Regions from separate parts of the Mus musculus genome. Here region 1 is linked to region 2. Evidence: chromatin contacts called from public promoter capture Hi-C data. All regions are on one chromosome and are shown on one strand. The core of a region is the stretch at or near the end of the contact, and the rest is flanking DNA. Distances in the headings are between cores, read along the strand shown. Region 1 has its middle 68 kb from the start of Oxsm. Region 2 holds the start of Slc4a7 (solute carrier family 4, sodium bicarbonate cotransporter, member 7).

What was found. Promoter capture Hi-C pulls out the DNA fragments that hold promoters and counts their contacts.
Region 1: a promoter capture Hi-C map of pre-B cells shows a contact between it and region 2, with 6 times the contacts expected there. The contact joins the enhancer-like site here to the promoter of Slc4a7 in region 2. A contact is called at or near these places in 4 of 39 promoter capture datasets (cranial neural crest, hippocampal neurons, pre-B cells and 1 more) and 1 of 115 datasets of contacts at active chromatin or transcription factors (double positive thymocytes).

What each region holds. Positions count from the first base shown.
Region 1 is chr14:16,171,962-16,178,124 of GRCm38.p6, reverse strand. It overlaps the pseudogene Gm8517. Among named protein-coding and RNA genes, the nearest start is that of Oxsm, 68 kb to the left of the region's middle. Within about 2 kb of position 3,719, at least 65 of the 459 cell types and tissues checked have an H3K27ac peak or open chromatin away from gene starts, as enhancers often do. A contact at or near this core is called in double positive thymocytes and pre-B cells, where this site is marked.
Region 2 is chr14:14,701,582-14,707,183 of GRCm38.p6, reverse strand. It overlaps Slc4a7 (solute carrier family 4, sodium bicarbonate cotransporter, member 7), which reads right to left and starts at 4,159. Exons shown (of 26, transcript NM_001360504.1): 1 at 3,904-4,159. The coding sequence starts at 3,951.

The sequences.
Region 1 (6,163 bases), core at 2,470-4,969, 1.5 Mb before region 2:
AAAAACATAAAAGATTCAGAAAAATTATCATTTCAAAAGATAAATTTCATAGTAATGACTCCAATGGTACATTATATTAAGTCCCAGACAAAGAGTTTAAAAGAATGACTATAAGAATGTTGAATGAAATAAAAAAAGATAGAAATGAGCTGAAATTAAGTTTTAAAAGGATACAAATAAACAGCTACATGAAATGAGAAAAGTAATACAGGGTGTAAAACAGGAATACGATGGAATAGAAACTCTGGGGAAAAAAAAGGAACAAATTGAAATCTTAGAAATAAAAAAAGACCTAAATAAATCAAATGAAAAATTCACCAGAAAAAAAAACTCTTCAATTAAAATTGATCAAATAAAAGATGCATTATTAAGATAGAAGAAAAAAGTTGACATAGAATATTGAGACAGTGATAAAGATATAATAATATGAAAACATGAAGAATACATATAGTAGTTCCATTAGTAGCAGATTATCCATTGGCCTCTTGTTAGTGTTTCATGTTGGCCACTACTGTAAGAGTACACTTCCACATGGCTTTTTTGTACAATAAGTTCAGATGTGCTTATAAATACTTGGTCTCACACATACTGGGAAACATGCAAGTGCAATAGGATACCATTAAAAGACAGAATTTTTTGAATCAATGGGATAGAAAGAGAAATACTTCAGGCTAAATACATAAACAATGATTCAACAAAACCATAACAGCAGATTTCCCAACGTTAGAGAAAGAAATGACCACCATAGACTGGAGGCCTATAAAGCACCAAAAGGACAATAGGACAAAGGGACAAACCAAAAGCTGTGAGAAAGAAGCAGTAAGTCACATGTAAAGATAAACCCATCAGAATCACATCCAGTTTCTTAAAGAATCCCCAATATCTGAAAGGGCATGAGCATTGTCTTCCATGCACTGAAAGATAATGACTGCCAATATCGATTACGATATCCAGAAAAACTACCCAGCATAATTGAAGGATAAAGGAGAATTTCTCATGAAGTAAACAAAGGGAAGGAACCTATGACCACTACTCCATAACCATAGAAGATACTTTAAATAATCCTTTAGACCAAGGAGAAAACATATTCAAGAGGCTACAGGAAAGAACAAAGCATGCTCAATGAGAAATAGACCCGGGAAGTTGAATTACATAAAATAGAGGTTTTAAATATCAAGTACAAAGAAATTTAACCAAAACCAAACTAAACCAAACCAAACCAAACCAACCAAACCCAACCCAACCAAACCAAACCAAACCAAAAAGCAATCACTGAAAGCTGTGAGAGAAAAGCAGTAAAAGTATTTAAAATACAGCAAAATCAACATAATGGAGGGAGCGAACACACTATTCAATAGTAATGCTTAGTTCTTCCACCATAACCACAAACTAGTAGGCTGGATTGCAAAAGCAACAAGAATTTATCCATTTTCTTACCTCAAAGAAACACACCTCTCCATCAAAGGCAAATGAAACCCATGGAACAGGATTCATTCCACACAAACAAAATAGGAAAACAACATGTTTCACACCATTCTAACAAGTGACTCAACAGACTTCAAACAAAACCTCTCAGAAGAGATGAAGAGAGCAGTTTCATACAGACCAAAGGGAGTCTTCAGTATGTTTAGATTCATCATCCTACTCTAGCCATTAAACAGGTCATCACAATAAATATTCAAATGAAGGAGTGTCTGTACCATAAATAGGAATTCCCTTCTTCAGTGAAAGGCAATGTCCATCTCCTTTTCCTACAAGTGTTGGAAGCCTTCCCAGAGCTTCTGTCTTTCATTCCCCACCTTTCCTATATTTCCACATGAATTTTCTCTCTAGCGCTTTAATAATCCTTTACTTACTTAGAAGGTCTATTTGTTAATTTCAGACATTTAGTGTATCTGCTGAGATCCATAAAAGCTTTCTGCTAGTTATTTAACAAACCCAAGAAAATACTTCAGAAAAGTAGGTAGGAAAATTTCAAGGTTTTGAATAAATGTTTTAATGCACTAAAAAACTTACCTAAATCAAGCATCACTTGGTGAGTTGCCAATATAGACTGCTGTGCTGGTTTCTTGGGGTCTGAGGATGGGTAATAGCTCACAATAACTGGAGGCTAGACCCTTTTCAGCAACAATTCTCTGCTTAGTGTTTATCCTGCTTTTGATTAATTTTTTTTGTTATTATCCAAAAATCTCTATTTTATACAACTCAGTATAGTATGGAGTGTGCATTCCCAATTGGGGAAAACTAGAAACATTCTAATTTATGAGGCAACATTTTAACAATTTATTTGATTCTAAATTCTACCTGAAAGTTTTCTCTTGATCATTTCTAATGTCATTGGGTCATTGTATGTCTGTGACCATGGGGCTAGGGACATTATTAAGGTAAATAACTATTATCCTCAGTGCTTTTCAGAAGAACACACACAAACACACACACACACATACACAACCATATAGGAGCACAGAATGACATTAGTCCTGTGAACTACAGTGCGTTTTGTTGCATTTGACAGTGTCTCAAGAAACTGACATAATTTTAAGGGGATCCTCTCCATTTCCCTCTCCTCCCTTCTCTTTTTCTTTCTCCTTTTTTCATTTCCTTTTCTTTCTTTGCAGTTGTGGGAGTCAAACTCAGATTTTACACATTTTGGACAAGCACTCTACCACTGAACTATGTCTTCTACCCTTCACGGGACATTGTAAATGGAAAGAATATCTCTAATGTACATATAGAGAACAATTGTTTCAGGAGCATGATGCCTGGATGTACAATTGACAGGACAGACAATGTAGTTTGGAGAATATGGGATTTAGAAAGATACGTTTTAACTATGTGGGGTTGCTTTTGAATGCATCTAGGAGGACTTATACTATTCTGCAGATGTAATGGTTTTGTGCAAAAACAAGTATTTTTTTGTGCTATGCTAATCCCATTATCTAATGAACTCAAGTTAAGAAAAGCATTCACATACATCTATGACAGGGAGCCCAGAATTGGGAAGCTTTTTAGTATACTTCATGTTGGGACTTCTGGTTAGAGATATTTAAATGACAATGGCCAATTTGGTTGGCTGGGAAACCTGTGGTATGGGGACATCTATGGCTTGGCCTTCAGGCTTCTGTGTATGTGAGCTTGTAGAGAAATGGAAGCTGAGATCTGAAGAACCAGTGTCAGCTCCACAGTTATCCTGAGGAAATGCCTACCTTGAGGAAACATCTGTGGCCTGAACATCTAAGGTCCCAGGAATGAAGCCCTCTGGTGTCTTGGGTTTGTCTGTCTCAGTCCTAGAAAAATCTTTGTTCCTCAGAGACTCCAGAAAGCAGAAAACTTGGGTCATATGGCAAGTACCATTCTGGTCCTAAAAGGTTTATCTGGTTTGAATCAATGCCTTAGTCAGACTGAGGATATAGGATCAGGCTCCAACTAGGAGAGTCTACTTGTAGGGGCCTCACTGGAAGCAAAATGTAGAATATATCATTTTGGTTAACCACTTGTGTCTGTATTCAGACCATTTTCCCCTCCTTCAAGTTCCTGTGGCAGAGGAGAATTTGGGAAATGCCCTTTTAAGAATACTTCCCTGCCTAGGTCCTAGTAGAGAGTTTTCAGTAGGAACACTTGGTTAGAAAGAGGTAGAGTTTCCAAAGATGCTTTTAGAGAGTCCTAGAGGATCAGCCACATCCTGATTGAGGCAAGTTCTCTGTGAAAGTGCTGGTAGCCAAATTTCCTCTGGTTTTGCTACATGTGTGAATGTCTCTAGATCCCTGTGTAAAGCACTCCTACCTGTAACACAGACCACTTCCACATTTTCCAGATTAATTATGACTACAGCAAGCAATTACAGTTATTAAATTTTCTTGGCAGGGCTTTAACAGGGCAGAAGGGCAAATTAAATAGCAGATTTGGAAGCTAGGGTTGAGGCTTGGGCATAGGGCAGAGGCTGGACAAGCCAGGCCTGGTTTGTGGGTATGGAAGTTTTTGATGTCTATCAGGAACCACATGTGATATAATTGACCACAGCCTTGCTACTTGCTACTGAGTGGTAGCCTGGAAAGGACCAAAGGAGGCACATCAGAAGGTCAGAGGTAGAATGAGGTATATCTGAAACAAGGCTAGGCTGAGGAAAAATGGAAGGCCTAGCATTCAGGGATTCATTTGAAGTCCTGGAAAAGATCCCATGAGGGTCAAGACTAGGGTAAAATAGCCAGACTCATCATAAAGGGACTAAACAGATGAGCCTTGGTGGTTGGGAAAGTCAAGGTAGAAAATACTCACTGATGTTGCATGCCTGTGAGTCTGTGGATCCTGGATCAAGCATTGACCTTTAGGGGGCAAGTAGAGAACATTGGAAATCACAGTGGCTTAAGGCAATAAGACAATGTTTAGTACTCTTACATAACAGCAATAGGGCTTCCCTAAGCAAGTCAAGACTGATTTAGGACGAGGCAAGGAAAGATGCTGTTAGAAATAAGTTTGAAGTTGCAAAGAAAGAGATTACAATCAGGTTAAAGTGTCTCAACAAAGAAGTTTATTTCCTGTCAGAAGGGTGTGTTATTCACAATGATGGTTGAGCAAGCACACCTGCCCAGGAAGTGAACTCGGTTTGTGGGTGAGCAAGCACACCTGCACAGGAAGTGCAATTAGTTTGTGTTTAACTAGCCGCTGACTGTGTCTTTTCCCCATTGGCTGAGATTTGACCTCATGGTCTTTTGAGGGTAGATAATTTCAAAACAATTGGAGCAAACAATGAAGATGAGCAGAGCAGTGAACCATTAAGATATGATGATGCCAAGCAGGGCATTTGTGTAAAATCAGGCTTACCCTGGAAAGGATGAAAACATTTGCATAAAGGTTTTACCAGATGGGGAAAGTAAAGAGATTGGAATTCCTTGTTGTAAACAAAAGTTTTGTAGTGTTTGTCAGGACAGTCTAATATTAAATGTTTCTTACAATATGAAGATTGAAGAGTTACTGACTGTGTCCTGGCTGGTACATCTTGGATTTAGGGCTAAGACAGACACAGCCTCAAATATGGGATCCTTATGTGGCCCCACAGACACTGTCACATATGTGAAATCACAAAGGGGTTCCTTAATGGAGGTATATAAAATGAGACCTCGAGACTATGTAATGGCATTTGTCACTTTTTGTAGATGGCTTCATACACTTAGTGAGGTTCCAAGAAATCAGTTTTCCATTCTGTGCCTCAGTGTACCCCATTTGATGCTTGAATTCACATTCATCACACACATTTTAAAAAACAGAATATAATCTATCAATTTATTATAAAATATTTGCTTTCATTTAAAAGCGACAGTTGTACTGAAGTTCTGACATTTTTTATTGCTATTTTAGATTTTCTATTTTCTTTCAATCAATTGAATTTTAGCAAGATAGCTTTCTTTTTATGTGTTTTTGTGTGGGCTAGTTTTTTCCCCTTTGGTTATGTTTTTATTCAAATAGACTGTCTCTATTGGCTCTCTGGAATGAAACAAATTTTAATCGTTTATGCAGCCGGCTTTTTTCCTTCTGTGGTAGGTTTCTTTTCTGCTGGTTTTCTTGGTAGCCACAACCCTTTTCCCCTGCAGGCTTCTTATCTTCTTGACATCCTTGGGCTTCCTTTCTTCCTTGCCTACAGCCGACTTCTTGTCTGCAGTCTCCTGTGCTGCAACCTTCTTCAAGTTGGCTGCCTGTGCAGTGGCTGCTGTTTCCAGTTTTTCACCTGAAGTTTGTGATTCTGGCCTTAGGAAGAATGGTATTCCTGTGCATAGTCTTTGTGGTTCTTCAGTGGATTCTTCTTCAAGACTCTACACTGAATCTTCTTGTGTGGTGCTCAGGGGGCTCTTTGAATCTCTGGGATTTTCAAGATTCTGCTAAGATCTGAGTTCATCGTCTTGTGCATGGGAAGGTTACAGTTACTCTTGAGGAAAGCAGCCTTATGCCAAATGCCATACTACTCATCTAACTTCCAGAAAGCACTTTGAGTCCAAATTCTGAGACATCCCACATGCCCACCAGGAGTAGATTTTAAAATGTTTTTGCTTACATTAAGTAGAGTAATACCAAGGATGTTTCTGAAGGCCTTGATGAAACCATTATCTTCATTGTATAGGACACAGGGTCCCCACTGCTGGGTCTGCTGTTGGTTTCTCACTTGGCTTTT
Region 2 (5,602 bases), core at 2,910-5,409:
TTCTCTCTCTCCCTCTCCCTCTCCCCCCTCTCTTCCCCCCCTCTCTCCCTCCCCCTCTCTCTCCCTCTCCCTCCCCCCTCTCTCTCCCTCTCTCTCTCCCTCCCCCCCTCTCCCTCTCCCCTCTCTCTCTCCCTCCCCCCCTCTCTCCCTCTCCCCTCTCTCTCTCCCTCCCTCTCTCTCTCTCCCTCCCTCTCTCTCCTTCCCTCTCTCTCCCTCCCTCCCTCTCTCTCTCTCCCTCCCTCTCTCTCCTTCCCTCTCTCTCCCTTCCTCTCCCTCTCTCTCTCTCTCTCTCTCTCTCTCTCTCACACACACACACACACACACACACACGTGTACATACATGTGTAACAAAAAGAATGTTCAAACTATGTGTATCTATCTATAACTAACCAATTGCATTAACCTTATAAACAAGCCTTAATGTAAACAGCCCTTTCTGTAGCTGTAAATCCTATCCACTTTAAGATCTTATTTGTGGTAAGATAGAGTAAGAGAGAAAGAGGAAGAAAAACAACCCAATACAGGATGTTGACAAGTAGCTACCAAAGTTTTAATATATATTGGCTAGCACACCAAATGCCACTAAAATGTTATACTAGGTTCCTCCAGTGACAGGGTAGTACTCTGGCTTTCAATTTAACCTATTCAACTAATGAGAGTTTAGTATAAGAGCATGCCTGGTCAAAAGAAAACCTATGTTATTAAATCAGTCATAGTCTAGTCTCACTATCAGACACAACTGTCCTCCAATCTAAGACTAGGTTTACATGAACAAGTGACAGGCATACTGCCTCGCCCTTAACTGTTACAAATCCATGGCATATAGCCTCAAATTACCAAGAATAAGCCAAAAAGGAAACAGAAATTCTGGTAATATGCCTGGGATGCCATATATGTAAAAGCTGTCAGTAATGAAAGCAACTCACAGTTCCCCAAAAGAGGATATTTACAGACTCACAAAAACTAGATTATTTGAATCTTATTCCTTCTAGCCAAATACCTACTTTTTTTTTCCAAAGAAATATTTTTTTAACAGAATCATGAAATATTTTAACTGGCATTCACAAATTGAATGCAAATGTTCACCCAACATGCTGAAATAAACCCTCTGAAAGCAGGGCTCCATCTACCTGGTATGACTATTTTCCAGTACCCAGTATTCATGAGATACTTAGTATCTATAAGGTGAAGCTGGGTAAAGTGAAACATGCCTATAATTCCAGCATTTGAAGTGGTAGCAAGAAGTTGATGCAACTTTGATGCCAGTCTGTGTTATGTAGTGAATTCAAAATCAGCCTCAAACACACAGGGAAATCTTCCCTTAAGAGAGAGAGAGAGAGAGAGAGAGAGAGAGAGAAAGAGAGAAAGAGAGAAAGAGAGAAAGAGAGAAAGAGAGAAAGAGAGAAAGAGAAAGCCTATAAAATGAAAGAAATCAGAGAAGCAACCTTTTCATGGGACATTCTCAAAATGCTCAAAAGAAAGCTTCTTTGCTAAAACTAGAGAATTGGTACTATATGCTACAACCTACACTAGAAAACATGACTAACAACTACTTATCCAACATTAAAAAAATAAGATTTTGATAAATTCCAAATCAAACCTACAATGGTGACATTTTTATTAATGCAAAACAAATGTTGCAGCCAAGCCTAGCATAGATAAGCCTCCCCCTCACCCAGTTCAATCCCTCAAAACAAAAGATAATGTGAGGTAAAGTTTTCCTTCCAATGCTATGGTCAGTGAGAAATCATAATACTAAATTATGAGAGATGGGCTCCATCTACAAAGTAATATAAGTGGCCTCCAACATAACGGCTACTCAAATATTTTTGCATAATTATAAACTTAAGGTGGTATATAAATATGAATTTTAGTCAACTCTTTTGGCTAGGCCAGTCTATTGTGAAGTAAAAGTTGCAACTGAGCGCTAGACATAGTGGCTCATGCCTATAATGCAAGCACTAGTGTGGCTAAAACAGAAGGATTGTAGCAAGGTTGAGGCCTGCTTGGGGACGATGTGGGTTCCTGTCTAGAAAGAAAGAAAGAAAGAAAGAAAGAAAGAAAGTAAGTTAGTTATAATTGACAAACATCACAGTATCTCATTTTTATGTTTTCACTTACCAAAGTAAAGTGAGCATGTTTCCACCTTCCAAAAAGCAGAACGCTCTCCACTATTTTAACCTATTGTCACTGCTGCTTCCAGACTAGAAGCAATTTTATTTCTGTATTATAATTTATTTTGTATTGCTGTTTTGCTTGCATGTATGTCTGTATGAAGGTGTATCTCCCCTGGAAGAGGAAGTACAAACAGTTGTAAGCTGCCAAGTGGGTGCTGGGAAATGAACCTGGGTCCTATGAAAGAGCAGCCAATGATCTTAACAACAGAGCCGTTTCTCCAGCCCCTTATTTCTATTATTACTTTCTGTAAGTTTATTATTGCCAAGTTTTATTCTCCCAAAGACTTAGGGTGTATGACCTTCCAAAATACTCTCCTATCATGGTACTAATACCAGAACTGAGTTCCTTGCCATCTGTTTGTCCCCTATCCTGTCCCTTATTGTAGACACACACCCACACCCCTCTGAATGAAGCTTCTATCGGAAAAAAGTGCTTCTACTCTGGACACTACAGAATAAGTTCTCAATAAGCTACTGCACAGAATGCATGCATGGATGGATGGATGGATGGATGGATGAATGGATGGATGGACGGATGAATGGCAATAGCCTTACTGTGTATGACGACTTCTGCCTAAATAGACTGTGATAGAGAATACAACATTTTTACCCAGGTTTATGAAAACTGATACTGTTTACTGTTCAGCTGAAAATGTGCAAATAAGGTTAAGAACAAGCAACAGTGTATTTGACAGATAGTCTTGGAGAAGGTCCTGAAGGTTCATTCAAAGGCCATAAAAAGAATCCTAAGGAGTTTCCAGTACTTCATCACTGTGACCCATCAAACCCATAACCACTACAGAACTTCACAGTCTTAAGACCGAAGTTTTCCTTTATATTTAAAGAGTTTATATTTGAATACTGTGAAGTAATGAATGATCACCGCCCACGGCCTCCACAATAACTTTTAAAGTAACGAGAGGAGGGAGCCTTAAGGAAAATTCTACCAAAAAAAAAAAAAAAAAAAAAAAAAAACCGGCAAAATGTCCTTTTCCTTGTTTTGAAAAGACTGGAAAATTCATCCCTGCAACCTTCCCTCCCATTTCACTGGTCAGAGTAAAAATTGGAAGTAGGAAAATTAGTACCACCACATCCTTTGAGTCAGAGACTCTGAAAGGAGAAAGCAGTTTCTTCTGTAGGGCACATACACGTTCCTGTTTCTAGAGAACGGGCCACTTGTGTGCCCCCCGCCCCCTCCCCCGTTTAAATGAGAGCCCAGTTTCTGCGCGTCCCAAGTCCGCCCTTACTCAGGCTGCTTGCACTGGGAAAGCGGGATCGGCTGGACTGGGGACGCGCGGCGCAGAGCACTGGGGTCTCTCTCGGTCCATTCTCTTTCTATGGAGCCCGGAGGAGGACACTGCACTCACGGTGCTTCTCCTGGGCCTGCGACCCAACACGCCACAGAGCGCCGGCCCCGACGGCCGGTCCCGACTCCGGCCACAGGCTGAAGGCGGCGGCGGCGGCAGGAACAGCAGCCTGGGCTGAAGGACGGCAGCGTCCACGCGGCGGGAGAACACGGCTCCCGGAGCCGCGCGTCTGAGAGCCGGGCACTGCGGCGGCGGACACGCGTCCTCGGGAGAGGCGTCCCCGAGGGCTCGAAGCCGGCCGTCCCCTGCGACCCCCGCCACACAAAGGCGACGGCGGCGCGCGGCCGCCAGCATAGGCCGCCGGCAGCCCCGCCGCGACGCCGCCTTTGTCTGCGGGCCTCGGCCTCCCCGCTCCTTACCCGCGTGAGTAGCGGTCTCATCTGCTCGCCGGCCCCGTCTGCCTCCATGGCCCGCCCCGGAGCTCTGAGAGGCCGCGACCGCAGCAGAGACGGGCACGCGGAGGGAGACCCTGTGCGGAGCGCTGGCCGCCGAGAGCTGGCCCCGGAGTGCGGCGACCGCTGCGAGCGCGGGACGTTCTCCGGGAGAGAGAGGCAACGGCGTGCCGCGAGGACTGAGACGGGCAGAGGACGCGGCGCGGAGGAGGCAGCGGCGCCCGGGCGGGGGCGGGGCGGGGGGCGGGGCTGGGGGGCGGGGGCGGGGGCGGGGGCGGGGCGCGCTCCGGCACGCCCCCCCCGGAGCACGCCCCCTGCCTGTTAGGCACCAGGTCCGGCGTCGAGCGACCGCCTCCAGTGGCTAAGGGGCTTGGAGGTAGGGCGGAGACAAAAGAAGACAGACATTCGTATCAGCCAATCAGCAGCTCGGAAGGGTCTGTCGCCTCCCCCGCCCCCCAGGTCAGTTTCCCGGAGGCCCCGCCCCTCTTTGTAAAGACTTAATTGACCGAGGCTGAGAGTGGAACTCGGTTTTTCGAATCGGAAGTTCTACAGACTTTCGAAGTGGAATGGGGTCATCACCCCATTCAGCTCCTCACCACGTGTTTTACAAGCAGGAGAGAAACAGGACGACGCCAGATTCATTCTCTGCCTCTGCAAGTTTCTCTCCTAGAGGTAACTCTATCGTGGACCCTGTAAAAGAGGGGATACATTTAGCAACTTGCCTAGTGCACTCCCTGCACTGGCCTAGTTCCACAACCTGTCCCACTCTTGGGTCGACCCTATAGGTAGGGTGCTTGTCTACTATCTACCTGGGTGTGGAGGTGATGGTCTCCATCACAAATGGACATTGAAGGATTAAATACATTTCTGTCCCTCTGTGAAGGTGTGTCACTTGTGGTGTGCTTATCACTATTGTTAACAGGTTGTTGATAAAGACAATAAAAGAGCCGGGCAGTGGTGCCGCACGCCTTTAATCCCAGCACTTGGGAGGCAGAGGCAGGAGGATTTCTGAGTTCTAGGCTAGCCTGGTCTACAGAGTGAGTTCCAGAACAGCCAGGGCTACACAGAGAAACCCTGTCTCAAGAAAAAAAAAAAAAAAAAGACAATAAAAGGTTGAGCTGAGAAAATCTAAATTCGATTATGAAAGGAAATACTTATCATCAGGTCAAGACTCATCCCTAACCCATTATCAATAAATAGCAAAGTGTACTGGGTACTGCTTTGGGTCCCAGACCCCTCCTGGCTTTGTTCTAAATTTCCCAGAGAGGTACAGGGCAGGCTCACACACGACTGTCCAAGAACAGGTGTGCTTCCATTAATAACAGCTACCATTTGAAAAGATCTAGAATTACAGACAGTGACATTTTGCAAATATGGCCCCTCTTTAATCCACACAATACTATAAAGTATATTTGTGTGTGATTTGACTGTGTCCCCTAAAAAACTGTATTGGAAACTTAATCCCCAATGCAATGGTGTTGGGTATTTAGGACACAAGGCCTTTAGGAGTTCATGAGCACATTATAAACCATGGGTCTGGAACTGCAAAGGTGTCCCTTGCTCTCTCACAAATGTCCATCAGACCTTCTGCTCTCAGATTCGGGTAGACAGGAAGAAGTCTCTCTCATGAAATGCAGTCCTCCCACCATCTTCAGAGCTGTGAGAA